2 separate regions of the Sus scrofa genome follow, and region 1 is linked to region 2. The links are chromatin contacts, called in public HiChIP or PLAC-seq maps. All regions are on one chromosome and are shown on one strand. The core of a region is the stretch at or near the end of the contact, and the rest is flanking DNA. Distances in the headings are between cores, read along the strand shown.

Region 1 (6,718 bases), core at 2,670-5,169, 1.1 Mb before region 2:
CACGATATGCAGATGCTTGTGTGTTTGTGTGTATGGGTATGCTTTTAATACTGCTAACTTTGTATGTAATACCAGGTACCAGGTATATATATAGGTATTATATATTGCTGTATAAATACCAAGAAGGAAAACAAATTTCCACAAAATTTGTGTTGAAAAAAGTTTAAAATATCATAATAATTGAGTATAAATTTTGATAAGGCAAATCCACTCATGTGCAGAGTCGAAGCCTTCCTGTTTATCTCATTTATTCCTCACAACCTGAGGAGGTAGGTATTATTCACACCTACTTCTCATTCATGGGGAAAATGAAGTTCGCACAAGTTTGCCGGGTTAGCAAATGTTGGAGCCATCCTTCGAGCCTAACTCTTGACCTTGATGTGATTTTGAGCGGGAAATTAGCATTAAGTCTTACTGTAAAGGTGAAGAACAAGAAGTTCAAGGTGTGGAGTAATTGGGACAGAGCTTACAGGTTGCTGTAGGGCCATGTCTCCAATTTCACGGACATGCTCCATCTCTTCTCCTCTGCAACTTGCAAACCGCCAGGAAATTTGGCAGCAGGGACAATAGCTGTCATTAGCTCATTAGGTCCCAATTCATGTTACCGTTTTAATTGAAATATTTTAATGCAGTGGTTAACAGTTATATGCATTTTTTCGTTTTAATTATAAAAGATACATTGACAGATAAAAAAGGATCACATGATACTGAAGAGTATTTGGTGAAAGGTGTAAAAAGTAAAATTCACTAGTTCATTTTTTTCCTCTTCTCTTCTATGTGCCCTCTTTTTATTTCCCCTCTTATCTTTCTTTCTTTTTCTCTATTTGGCTTCCTCTCGTTTTCGAGTGTTATAAGAGCTGCCCCGAATAGAATAAAGCAGTGCCTACCCAAGAGTAGAATTAAGATCCCAGAGAACTCAGGGTGCTCTTCTTGGCCAAACACAGTGAGAATCTCAGAGCCGATATAAATTCTTTTAATGGATGAATGTTTTTAGTTTCCTGGCATCAAATCAATGTTTAGCAAGTATTTACTGAGTGGCTACCATGTGGTGGATTATGTGAGAGAATACAGATGGAAATGCTTACCTCTGCCTTCCAAGGAACTCAGGAGCTCGTGAAATCCTAGCAGTCACAGCAGACTTGAGAGAGCAGCGAGAACGCTGAAGTAAACTCATGCAAGGGAGGGACTTGTCAGCATAGCTCTGGCACTTCACAGCCTTTATTAAGGATGATGCGGATTAATCGATAGCAGATCCCAGTTAAATGATGCATTTGATTAGACGGCAAGTATGGTTAACTTCAGCTTTAAGATAAGTTGACAGAAGCATAATCACTGTGTATTGGGCTTCAAAGATGCATTTACCAATGCTTTGCATAGTGAAATCAGCAACTGAATTGTACTTGTTACATGCCTAGAATGTACTGCTCAAGCACCTCACCAGATGTGTCACATGCACATCTCATCACAACAATCCAATGAGGTAGGTGTTGCTATTATTGCTGTTTTAGTCTATTTTAAAAATTCAAGGTATTTGCCCAATTGTTATACAGCTAATAGTGAGTATAGCTGTGATTTGATCAAGAGGGTAGTTTTGAAAACATAGTGACATTTGAAAAGGATCCATGCTGCCTTATCATTTATTTTCAATCTTAGGGGCAAATTAGAAAAAAAATAAATCATATATGTAGCATTGAACTGACAACTGAATAAAAGTTTTGCTGCTTCTCCCATAGGGCTTTTATCAAATCAATCAGAAGCTGAGCTCTCTCTCCGAGGTTTAGATGCGTGACTTTTGGTTTCGTTCTGAAATTGAGCTAGAGATGTATGCCTCTAGTTCTAAAGTGTAGATTACATAAGAACATGAAGCTCTGTCCCTACTGGGGGTCACTCACTTTGTTTGGCAGACTCCTCTGGGCATGGTGGTTAGGTGGTACATGCAGTTTTGCATAGGTTCCCTCACGTGCAGGGCAGGCAAAAGCGGCAGCTGCTTGGGAAAGGGCAGAAAACCATGATCTACCTCTGGCTCTGCTCCTAACTCATGATAGAACTTTGAGTAAAGTTTTATCCTGCCTATAAAATGCAGATAAAAACGGCTTCTCTTCTCAGTTCTCTGGAGGATCAAAAGAGATCGTTTATATGAAATGGCTCTACAGAGTTCGAAAACCTACACACAGGGCACTGTTTTTCAGGTAACAAACCCAGCCATGTGCCCAGGAGCTGGTTTTCCTGTGGAGGGGGGGCAAACCAGAGCAGAGACCCAGCTGGCCTCGCTCACACGCTCACACCAAGACAGAGAGCAGGAGAGTTCACCTCTGTCCAAAAGCCCCACTCAGACTCTCCACATTTGAAAACGTTGTCTGAAGAAAACATATTGGCTAAGAGCTCAGGCTTTGTTTTTTTTGTTTTTGTTTTTTGTTTGTTTTTCCACTTCTTTTTTTTATTCAAGTATAGTTGACTGGCAGTGTTGTGTCAATTTCTGCGGCACAGCATAGTGACCCAGTCACACCTGTATATACATTCTTTTTCTCATGCTCTTTTCCATCATGTTCTATCCCAAGAGGCTGGATATAGTTCCCTGTGCTGTACAGCAGGACCTCATTGCTTATCCATTCTAAATGTAATAGCGTGCATCTACTAACCCCCAAACTCCCTGTCCATCCCACTCCCTCCCCGCTCTCCCTTGTAATCAGACCAATTAGAGCTTGAAAGCCAGCTTCTCCACTAGAATCTTGTGGAAAGGTCTTCTCTTGGTCTCCTCTTTCTCATCTGCAGAACAGGGATAATGACGGCAACTGTTCATGAGGCTCTGTGGGTTTATTGTGCAAAAGAATGCTGAGGACTTACTCTGTGCCTTGTACACAGAAAGCAGGAGTAGGTAGTAGGTCATCTGTTTTGTGGACAGCAGTAGTCCCAGCAACAGGAATGCAGAAATACAAAGAGGGGACGTGGGCAGTTTTTTTTCTTACAAAGGTGAAGGTAATTACTTGGACCTAATTTGCTTGTATTGTGCCTAAACAGTGGTCTTGCACATACAATTTTGATTTGTTTTATCTAAGTGAAGGATTATTACCTCAAAGAAAAAAAGTAAAGCAGTCTCTCTTATGCAGACGATCCCCTTTTGTGCCAGATCTGCATTCCTTTCATTTCCATAAAGTTCGCTATTATCTGGATGAGGGGGGGGTCCATGCCAGTTAAATAATAATGAATCTTGACTGTGGTTTTCATTCTGTGGGACTGACTCATAGAGTCGCAGAATGTTTGAACCTCATTTTAAAAATGCATGCAGTGTTTGCATACTATTTAACATTTCCTTAATGAGACTTATCCAGTTTGGCTCAAAACAAATGGCTGGTTACTCAACTTGATATACACTCTTCTGAAAACAAGTTTGATGAGATGCACTATTGGAATTTTCTTTGTTTTGTGGAGGTTTATACAACTGAAGAATAACATGACTCATTGAAAGTCCTAAAGCATACTTTGAAGGAATGTCAACAACCCATATTTATTGTAATAGCATTGGGCAATAGCTCATTTCCACTTTGCTTCAGAAGAGCTATAAATAGTTCTAATTTGTTTTCTTTGTACACTTACTGGGTTAATTACAGTAGAACAAGCCAAGTGATATTACTGTAGCAGTTGGCTAAACTTGACACAAACACGATAATTAAAGTGGTTGCTTTTTAATTTCTCCCATTTTCAGTATCTTAATAAGCTGAATCTGCAGCGTTATAAGCCTTAAAGAATTTGATTTGAGAACCACTAGGCTTTTCTGTCAATGTGTTTTCTTTGTTGATAGTAGATTTCAGTGTGTTGTTGGGAGTTTCCTTCAGAAAGGAAACACCTGGGCCCTGCTTCCATGCGATATCTGCTTAGCAAAAAGAAGTGTATTGTTTACATCATTCTTGCATTACCATGGGATAGTCACGTGTTTCCATTTACCTACCCAAACTGACGCTGGTGACACGGATACACACACGTCTACACATCTTCCAAGAAGCTGTTCGGCGCCTCAGCATTACCTAAGGCAGAGACTGCTCAGCTGCTCCCCCGTTCCGTCTCTCTCTCGTTGCTGCAAGTCTGATTACATCTGGACAGGCAGTGTTTTTGCTAATGTGTAAGAAGAGGACCTCTGGAAAGCAAGGCAGTGAAAAGTGGTCACTGACAAAGGTCTGGTCCTTTCATCCTAAAAGGGTTGCCTGAGTCACTCTTGGTCCTCCCCTTAGGTTCCTGCGTGTTTGCCAATCAGCTTTTCCCACTGCTCAGGGGTCACTGATCTGCACAGCAGCCTTTGGCTTCCCCTCCCACCGATCCCAGCAAAGCTGTTATAAATGCACTGTACTTCCTTTTTGATTTTCCCTCAGTGGCTGTGTTGCTTGGGGAGAATTTGAAGCACAGGTTTAAACAGCCTCTTAACAAGGTGGAGACAAAGCAACAAATAGAAGGAGAAAAGTACACTCCAATGAGCGAGAATGAGAGCAAACTTCAGCTCAAACTTTCTAACTGAAGTACCTAGATTTTTGTTGCTTTTGATAATTTTAAAACAAAGAACAGTTGAGAGATGGGAACTTTTTTTTTTTTTTTTCCTGTGTGTATCTTAGAAAGATTTTTCCACTTCATATCTGACTCGGAATGCCTCTCTGTATGTCTGCATTTAAAATGTCAAGTAACTTCCCTGGGCTTTTAGGAAAGAAGGATTCAGCTAGCAGTTGGAGGAGCTTAACACCTGCAAGTTTCTCCAGGGTCCCCAACACCTTTTACAATGAGGACCATTCCTCAGAACACACTTTTGGGTCCTTAATTTTCTGTCCTGACATCCTGCCCTCCAGGGCACTGTATGTGCTCTTGCAGATTCACCTCTCGCCTCTGTGTTACAGATATCGGGATCTTTCATCTCGGGCACGCATCTCTCACCCGTGTTTACATCCTTCTCATCAGCTGCCTCCGGACCTTTCTTTAAGATGTCCCGTTGTCGACTCAAACTCAATGTGTGCGCAGTGAAAGGGGCTCATCTTCTCCCCACCCCTGACCGGCTGTCTGTCCACAGCCCACAGTTCCTTTTCTCTCTCTCTCTCTCAGCCATTGCAGAGGCGGGCAAGCCAGCAGTCATTTCCTCTCCGCTCTCTCCAGCATCTTACATCTATGTGCTAGATACACGTTCTGCATTCTTTCACGCCCTCCTGCGCCCTCGTTCTCCACGATACTGTCACCAGTCGTCCAGGTCTACAATAGCATGTACTCAGCCAGTGTTCATGAGTCACCCGTGTCTTGCCAGGCACTGTAATAGGCACACTGAGGACTTGCTGTTGGGAAAAAAATTGCCATGATAATAAAGCCTGGTGATGATCCCCAATTATTCCAACAGTCTCCTAAGTGTCACCTTGGAGGCCAGTGTCTCTTCCTCTCCAGTCCACTTGTCCCCAAATAAACCTTCCCAAATACAAGTTCAATAATATTTTTCCAAATATCTTGGATTTAATTATCAGTAAGTCTGTTAAATATACATCATGACCTAAAACCTTTAGGATTCTTCATGTAGAGCATCATACGCTACCCCGCTGCCTTTTGAATCAGGGCTGCTTGTCCTTTAGCCACATGGAAGAGCGTCTCACCTTTATCCAGCCTCACTTCCTGCAGACACTACAGCCGGCTGACCTCCTTGGGGATGACAGACCGGAGCCTAGAGTGTCGTATTGCCAGAAGCAAGGCTCTCCAGGGAAGACTGGAGTCCCTGGGGTCATGAAGCCCGTGGGTTAAGTGCCCAGTTGAACGGGTTAGCTCCAGGGAGTGCCACAGCCACTGCCAATGCTCCTCAAGCCAGCTGTGTTTCTGAAAAGGTGTGCGGGAGATGCCCGGGTAGATCCGCGCAGGTCCGCCACACTCTGGTCGTAGGACATCAGGGAAGACCTCCCTGATGAGGTGACACCCATCTTCTTTAAAGATGTCCTGTTATTGCTATTACAGAAGCAATACGCAGCATAAATCAATTCAAACACTCCGAAAGTATTCAAGGCAGGAGTGGGAAGTCCCTCACGTGACCTCCATCCCAGCAGAGCCAGGTGTGAGCAGAGCGCCCCGCCCGGACACATTCACTCCCTGTTGCAGTCTCTTTCGTCGTTGCAACACCTCTGCTTTCCCAATGCGTCCATAACAAAAGCCGAAATGAAAAGCCCACATAGCTGATTCACTTTACCCCAAACTTCTGCTGTCCCGGACATTCCCAAGAGGAGGAGAAAAGGTGGAAGCCAGGGAGGGCCCCTCACTGACCAGGCATACCAGCCAGTCCCCAGGTCCAGGGTGACGGTGATGAAGCTCCCACATCCGGCTCAGGTCTCCACTACTGGTATGGATGCTCTTTGGCCACTAGGTGGTTCTATAACCTATCTGTTGCAATTCCCTCGTGCAGGCTGAAGGGAAGAACCAAAACCTTTAGGGTAGAATCCTAGTCCCAAGCCTTCACCATCTGTTCCTGTCTTCCTTTTTGCCCAGTCCTCATTGTCCACATAGAATTTGATCATGAAGCCATTATGCACCATCTCACCGAGGCTGCCCTGGGGTCCCTGATGGGGAAGAGATCGTTTCAGCCCCCAGGCCAGGCTCTGGCTATGAGGTGCAGGGTGTTTTCTAATTATGAACATGAGTGGGACTCCCAGGCACTCTGTTCTGGTTGCAGCAGGAATGGAAATTTCCTTTATATGATGGCTCCATAGCTGCCGAG
Region 2 (6,143 bases), core at 1,250-3,749:
ATCCTACGTGAAAAATTGAAGTTTTTGAGACACGTCTCAAACTTACTTTATAGAGATGGGTAAAGGTCCATAAGCAGCTACGTCAACCCTTAAGGGGAATCAACAGAGGAAACCAATGACCAGATATTAAGACTCACCCCAAAGTCATCATATTAAAACTAGAGAGGTATGATCACAAGAACTGACAGACCAAGGGCATAAAGAACTCAGGGGCGGAGCTCACACATGCAAACCTAGCACACACTACAGCCGCTATCACAGGTCACAGAGGGGGAGAAATGGCCGTTTCCAAGATGTTATTGGGAAAACCGGCTTTCCACGTGGATAAAAATAAAGCTGAATCTTCATGAAACACCATATATGGTGGTAGGTATCAGATGGATTCGAAACCTACCTGTGAAAGACAAAAATCATGAAGCCAACCAAAGAAAATGTGGGTGCAGAGCTTTGTGCCATGGGTCAGACCAAGAGGCCTTCTTTAAAACACAGCTCGACGATCATAAACCAGCGGGGAAATGTTTTCGAAGATTAAAAAGGCTTTATGATCAAGGGAGGAAGAGGTCACATATACTATTGTCAGATGGCAACACGGAAACATCTATTTAAAATAGCTGCAACTAACAAGGAATGAATCCTAGAGCACAAGGAACTTTACAAATCGGCAATGAAGAAGAGGTAACAGGCAATAGCAAAATGGGCAAAGGACACAAAGAGGCAGAAAATAGAAGCGGACACCCAGTAAACAGGCCTATGAAGAGATATTTAAACTCACTGATTATCAGAGAACTACAAATCAAGACAAGGATGAGCTATCCTTTTCTACCTACTAGACTGGCAAAAAAAAAAAAAGAGAGAGAGTTGGATAATGGCCAGAGTTAGCAGGAAGGGGGAACTCTTCCCGTGGGGCTGGAGGCCCCGGAGAGACGGCTCTAGGTCACGACCTGAGCACCTTCCCTCCAACGAAGCGGACACTACTCTCCTCCAGGGTAAACCCCGACAATACCGCAGCGACATCTGCGCCCATGCCCCCTCTGTGAGAACCTCCAGGGAAACACAACAAGGACTACAACCATTTACACGACAGAAAACCCCAGGTAGGACAGAATAATGTAAATCAACGATAATCAAAGAATTAACAAAACAAAACAAAAACAAAAACAAAAACCCACACAGGTAGGAGTTCCTGTTGTGGATCACGGGTTAAGAATCCATGTCTGTGAGGATGTGGGGTCAATCCCTGGCCTTGCTCAGTGGGTTAAGGAGCTGGCATTGCCGTGAGCTGTGGGGTAGGTCGCAGATGTGGCTTGGATTCGGTGTGGCTGTGGCTGTGGTGTAGGCTGGAAGCTGCAGCTCCGATTCAGACCCCTAGCCTAGGAACTTCCATATGCTGCAGGTGCAGCCATGAACAAAATGAAACAAACAAACAAACAACAACAACAACAACAAAACACCCCACAAGTACATGAAAGACATGAATTGGCAAGAGTACACGTTAAAAGTACACAATAGAACGGTGGACTGCGGGAGGACAGGAATAGGAGTTGGGAAAAGAACTAAAAGAGAAGTGAGTGAGTGACTTAAGGAGGAGCCTGTGAGGATCCCGTGCCACAAGCCAGGGAGCAAGACTAATTCTCTCTCTCTGGACCCGAGATCCAAAGAGAAGAGAGAAGAAAGCAAAGGGGAGAAAAGTCTCTGCAAAGAAATGTGCATGCATTTATCTGCTGTCATCCCCTCCTTGGCAACTGGGCCATTTGGAAAACACCAGCAGCTGCCAGCCATTAATTATGGCCCTGCCTGACATCCCACAGGCACTGTATGCCCTGAGAGAAACTTCAAGATAAAAGCAACAAATTCAGAACTGTCCCCGAAGGAATTCCCTCCTGCTACCTGTCACTTCAAAATATGCTGGTTCTGTGGTGAAATGCTGGCATTTGAGTTCTCACCAAACCATTTTCCAGAAAGGAAAAGGCCCAACATTTGGAATCTGGCTCTTAAAAGGTAACAGCACAGCATCCCACGTTTAAATTCATATCCTATAGACTTCTTACCTTTAAGTGTTTCAATTGCCTCATACACAGCTGCAAAACCACCAGAGCCTGGGCAACAGCGCCACCTGTGGCGGAGGAGCGCCACTGCGTGGGGTGCGGTGAAACTCACGTCACCTCGGCAGGAATTGGAAAGGGAACGGGCTTGGCAGCAGAGGGGAAACGAAGCTAAGGCTCGTGTGATGTCAAAAGAAGTCCTAACCCTAACCCTAACCGGAGCACTTCTCTGGTGTAGCCAGCTTGGAAATCAGTGAACAGAGCAGTTTCTAGAACAAGAGCACCCTAGAAAAATAATTTTTCTAAACTACTCCTGGAAAAGTGACCGGTATGTTTAACCCATCTGTCCTCTCCCGCTTCCCATATGAAAAGGTGAGCAGCTGAAGAATCAGTAGAGACTCAAGGCAGCCAACTCTGTCCCCTGTGAATAACAATGGCAAGAGCCACATGCTGCACGCGCCTTGTTTCCACAAACGGAACCTTCTGTGTTGTTCTTTTCCTAGGGAGGTAGAATATCCCTGTGGTTAACAGCAGAGTTAAATTAGAGCCAGGCAGAACTCAGATTAAATCACATCTCCTGCATTGACCAATCTCAATTTCCTAATCTACAAAGTAGGTCAAAAGCACCTCGCAGAGCAGTGCAAAAGCATCAGAGGAGCTAATGTGCATAAAAACCCTGAAACACAGTGAGGAGCCGGTAAGCGCTATCCATGAACAGCTATTATTGTAAAATACACTCGCTGTTGACAATGCAAAGCATAGAGAAATATTTCAAGGTGAAGGTCGGTGTCTCCCAGCAATCTACCCCCTGTGCTGATTAAGACTTTGACGAGGAAGCGTCTCCAGGACTGTGCCTCTCAATGTCTCTAGACAAGGCAAGTCATTTATTTTTATCCACACATGGTTCCACCACCTGAGTTTTAAAAACGTAAGGGAACAATATACGGAGGGCACCGTTTTGGCAAATATACCAAGATCTCGCCTGTTCTTTTTAGAGGGTCCATAGTGCTCTCTGCTATTTGTCATCAGTGTCTTATTAACCATTTAGACTGTCTCCGATTCTTTGCTATCGTGACCGATGCGCCAATGAACTTCTTTACAGAAATGTCTTTGCATTCCCATCTATCCGTCAGGACAAACTGCTGGGTCAAAGGATATTTACTTTTGAAAGGCTTTTAATACATAGTCCCCAGATACTTAATACATATTACGATATGGTAAAACCAGCTGGCATGCCCACCAGCAGAAGCACGGTCATCTTTTAAATCTACCGGTATGTATCTCAAGGAGGGAGAAGCAGATTCATAACGTCAAAAGTTACAGGCAAGGAGTTCCCGTCGTGGCACAGTGGTTAACGAATCTGACTAGGAACCATGAGGTTTCAGGTTCGATCCCTGGCCTTGCTCAGTGGGTTAAGGATCCAGCATTGCCGTGAGCTGTGGTGTAGGTGGCAGACGCGGCTCGGATCAGCGTTGCTGTGGCTCTGGTGTAGGTCGGCAGCTACAGCTCCTATTAGACCTCTAGCCTGGGAACCTCCATATGCCGCGGGAGCGGCCCTAGAAAAGGCAAAAAAAAAGTTACAGGCAAGCTTCAGGTCTGGGCAGGGGGTCTCCTTCGATGTGTCCCTGCCCCTCCCAGTTCCTAGGTCCTTTATTATAGAAATGTGTCCCAGAGCAGGGCAGGGCGTGGGCCTCTGTCCTCTCTTGTCCTGGTGGGTCCCGTGATGTCCCTTCTGTAATTCCATCTCCTGAGTCCTCTCGAAACCCTCAGTCGAGGTGTGCTGTCTTGCCCCAGGTGGGCTGAAGCTAGGCCACTTTGATGCGCTCTTTCCTGGGACTCTCAGAGAAGTGAGGCAAGGACTGACAAACTGTTTAAAAGCTTTCTCATCCTGCTTCTATTATCCAGAAGGCCCTTCCCCACTGGTCCCCGGGTCTCCAGAACTGGTCTGATTTCAAGCCTTGGTTCTTCCACTCTTCCCACCTTACTGCGGGTGGCGCTGCAGAGTTCTCTGCCCTTTCATTATTATTACTATTGTTTATGCGATTGTTATTTTAGGTCAAGTTAGCCCCGTATCAGATGGGCTTTCCGAAACAGGCCCATCTGAACGGGGGAGGAAGGACTTGTTTCCTTGAATATTTACTTGAAAAATTCTCCCTGGTTCAATGCGTGCGGGAAAAACAGAAGCAACAAAGAAACATGTTTTTCTTCTCCGAAAGGCCTCTTGGCCTACCAATAACGACCTTTCCAAATTACTTAACATTTTACATAAAGATTCTGTAACATCTGTATTTTGGAAAGCATGAAAGAAGGGAAATGTCTGTCTCCAAGTGGATTTCGCATCGACATAAACAGCTCATCCTTTTCTCTGGTCCACATGGAGCGGCACTGAGCTTCCGGATACTGCTGCAATTCAGGGTAGGGCTATCTTGGACTTTTCTCCAAGTGGATTTTACAAAGCAAATCTGAGGCACAGGGACACAATTTCCTTCCTACGCTGGTAGCAACAAGGCAGGAATTTGTTTTTTCTCCTGCTCACCAAGGAGACCATCAGCCCAGTTTCATGTTCACCCCATCATCGTTACAAGGTTGCAGGTGCCCTTGGACGTCGTGCTTAACCAGAGCGCTCAGAGCCAGAAGCAGGGGAGCTGTGCCTGCTCGAGAGGCTGCCCAGGTCACTCCCGTCAGAGAGGAATATCATCAGTGTGCACTGTCTCTGCTCTTAGCTCTCCAAGAGGCAACGGGAACCCAGGAGTAGGTACCAAGCCATCACTCAGACGGTTCTTGCCTCTCCAGTCCTCTGAGCAAGACCGCGCAGGAGGCAAAGCCAATTCTGGCTTCCTGCAGGACAGGGCTCTTGGGGACCTGGCTCTTATTGGATTAAGCAACGTTTAAGTGGTGACTGGAATGACATTCTTAAGACGACACAGGATTAACGGAGCTAATGTACCTCATTCTCTGGACAGCGTGAAGGGTTACGGGGTGCAAGATGTCATCACGGCCTTGCCGGTCAGGCTCACGGCAAGTCCTGGAGTCCCTGACATGGTAAGGCTGGCAGAAGCCGCTCAGGCTGCTCTGGGGGAAGGGGGCTGACCCAACAGGCCCATAGCACCTCCTGGTGGTCCTTCCCCAGAACAGCAGCTTCCCCAATCCCGCCCCCGCCCCCAGCTGTAGAAACAAATCTGAACAGCGTACTTACTGCCTTCGCTCTGACTGTCTCTGTTGGAGTTGTAGACCTGGAAAACAGAAAGACCTGTTTACTTGGGCGCATTTTCCTACCACTCTCCAGGTCCACTGGAGAAAACCACTCCTTCCCCCTTTCCTAGCTTGTGCCTGAGGATAGAAGGCCACTTCTGGCCCCCACATGTAAATGCCATCACACCTAGTTCCTGCTATTTACTTCAGGTGTTCTTAATGTGTGCACATCAGAATCACCTCTGGAACTTTATGGTTAAAACAAAAACCTCATATTCCTCCTTCAAAAAAAACCCAAACTTATGTATGCATGGAAACTAAAAAGGAGAAAAAAAATTAATGTTACAAATCATTAAGCATTAACTGCGCACGCCAGGCAATGAGCTAAGCAATTCACATGAATTATCTCAAATTATCTATACAACAATTCTGTTGGGTAGGCGCTGTTATGATCACCGTTTTACAGATGGAGAATTGCAGGCTTCGAGAGGTTAACTAAGGCTCCCAGCTGGTATGTGGCAAAGTCAGGACAAAGATACGTGAAAAACTGTCAAGTGTTAACACTGGGGATGGGACCAGACCGCTTTGTATTTTATATTCTTGTGTGAATTCAAATGCTATAAGGGTAATGCATTACTTCTATAGCAGACACCCCTGGAATGAGTCATGGAAATCAGAAAAGGGAAAGCGCCCCCAAATAAACCAGACAGTGACACTGGAAGAGTCGGCTTTTTCCCACAAAGCGTCAGATGGTAAGTATTTTTGTCTCTGTGGGCCGGCACGCAAAAGACAAATCGATGATATTATATGGGTATTTCTAAACCAAGAGGGGAGAAACACTTCCACAAATTTTTCTCGACAAAATTCAAAATAAAGTAGGTTTCGAAATTCAGGGGTAACTCTCAGAGC

Evidence for each region. HiChIP or PLAC-seq counts read pairs in DNA pulled down with a chosen protein or histone mark.
Region 1: an H3K27ac HiChIP or PLAC-seq map of skeletal muscle shows a contact between it and region 2, with 9 times the contacts expected there. The contact joins two enhancer-like sites. A contact is called at or near these places in 2 of 47 Hi-C or Micro-C datasets (embryonic fibroblasts and fetal heart ventricle) and 1 of 2 datasets of contacts at active chromatin or transcription factors (skeletal muscle).

Annotation. Positions count from the first base shown.
Region 1 is chr2:145,635,017-145,641,734 of Sscrofa11.1, reverse strand. No RefSeq gene overlaps it. Among named protein-coding and RNA genes, the nearest start is that of YIPF5, 30 kb to the left of the region's middle. Within about 2 kb of position 3,919, at least 18 of the 83 cell types and tissues checked have an H3K27ac peak or open chromatin away from gene starts, as enhancers often do. A contact at or near this core is called in skeletal muscle, where this site is marked.
Region 2 is chr2:144,566,832-144,572,974 of Sscrofa11.1, reverse strand. It overlaps ARHGAP26 (rho GTPase-activating protein 26), which reads right to left. Exons shown (of 23, transcript XM_021085449.1): 12 at 5,239-5,275. Among named protein-coding and RNA genes, the nearest start is that of ARHGAP26, 270 kb to the right of the region's middle. Within about 2 kb of position 2,499, at least 14 of the 83 cell types and tissues checked have an H3K27ac peak or open chromatin away from gene starts, as enhancers often do. A contact at or near this core is called in skeletal muscle, where this site is marked.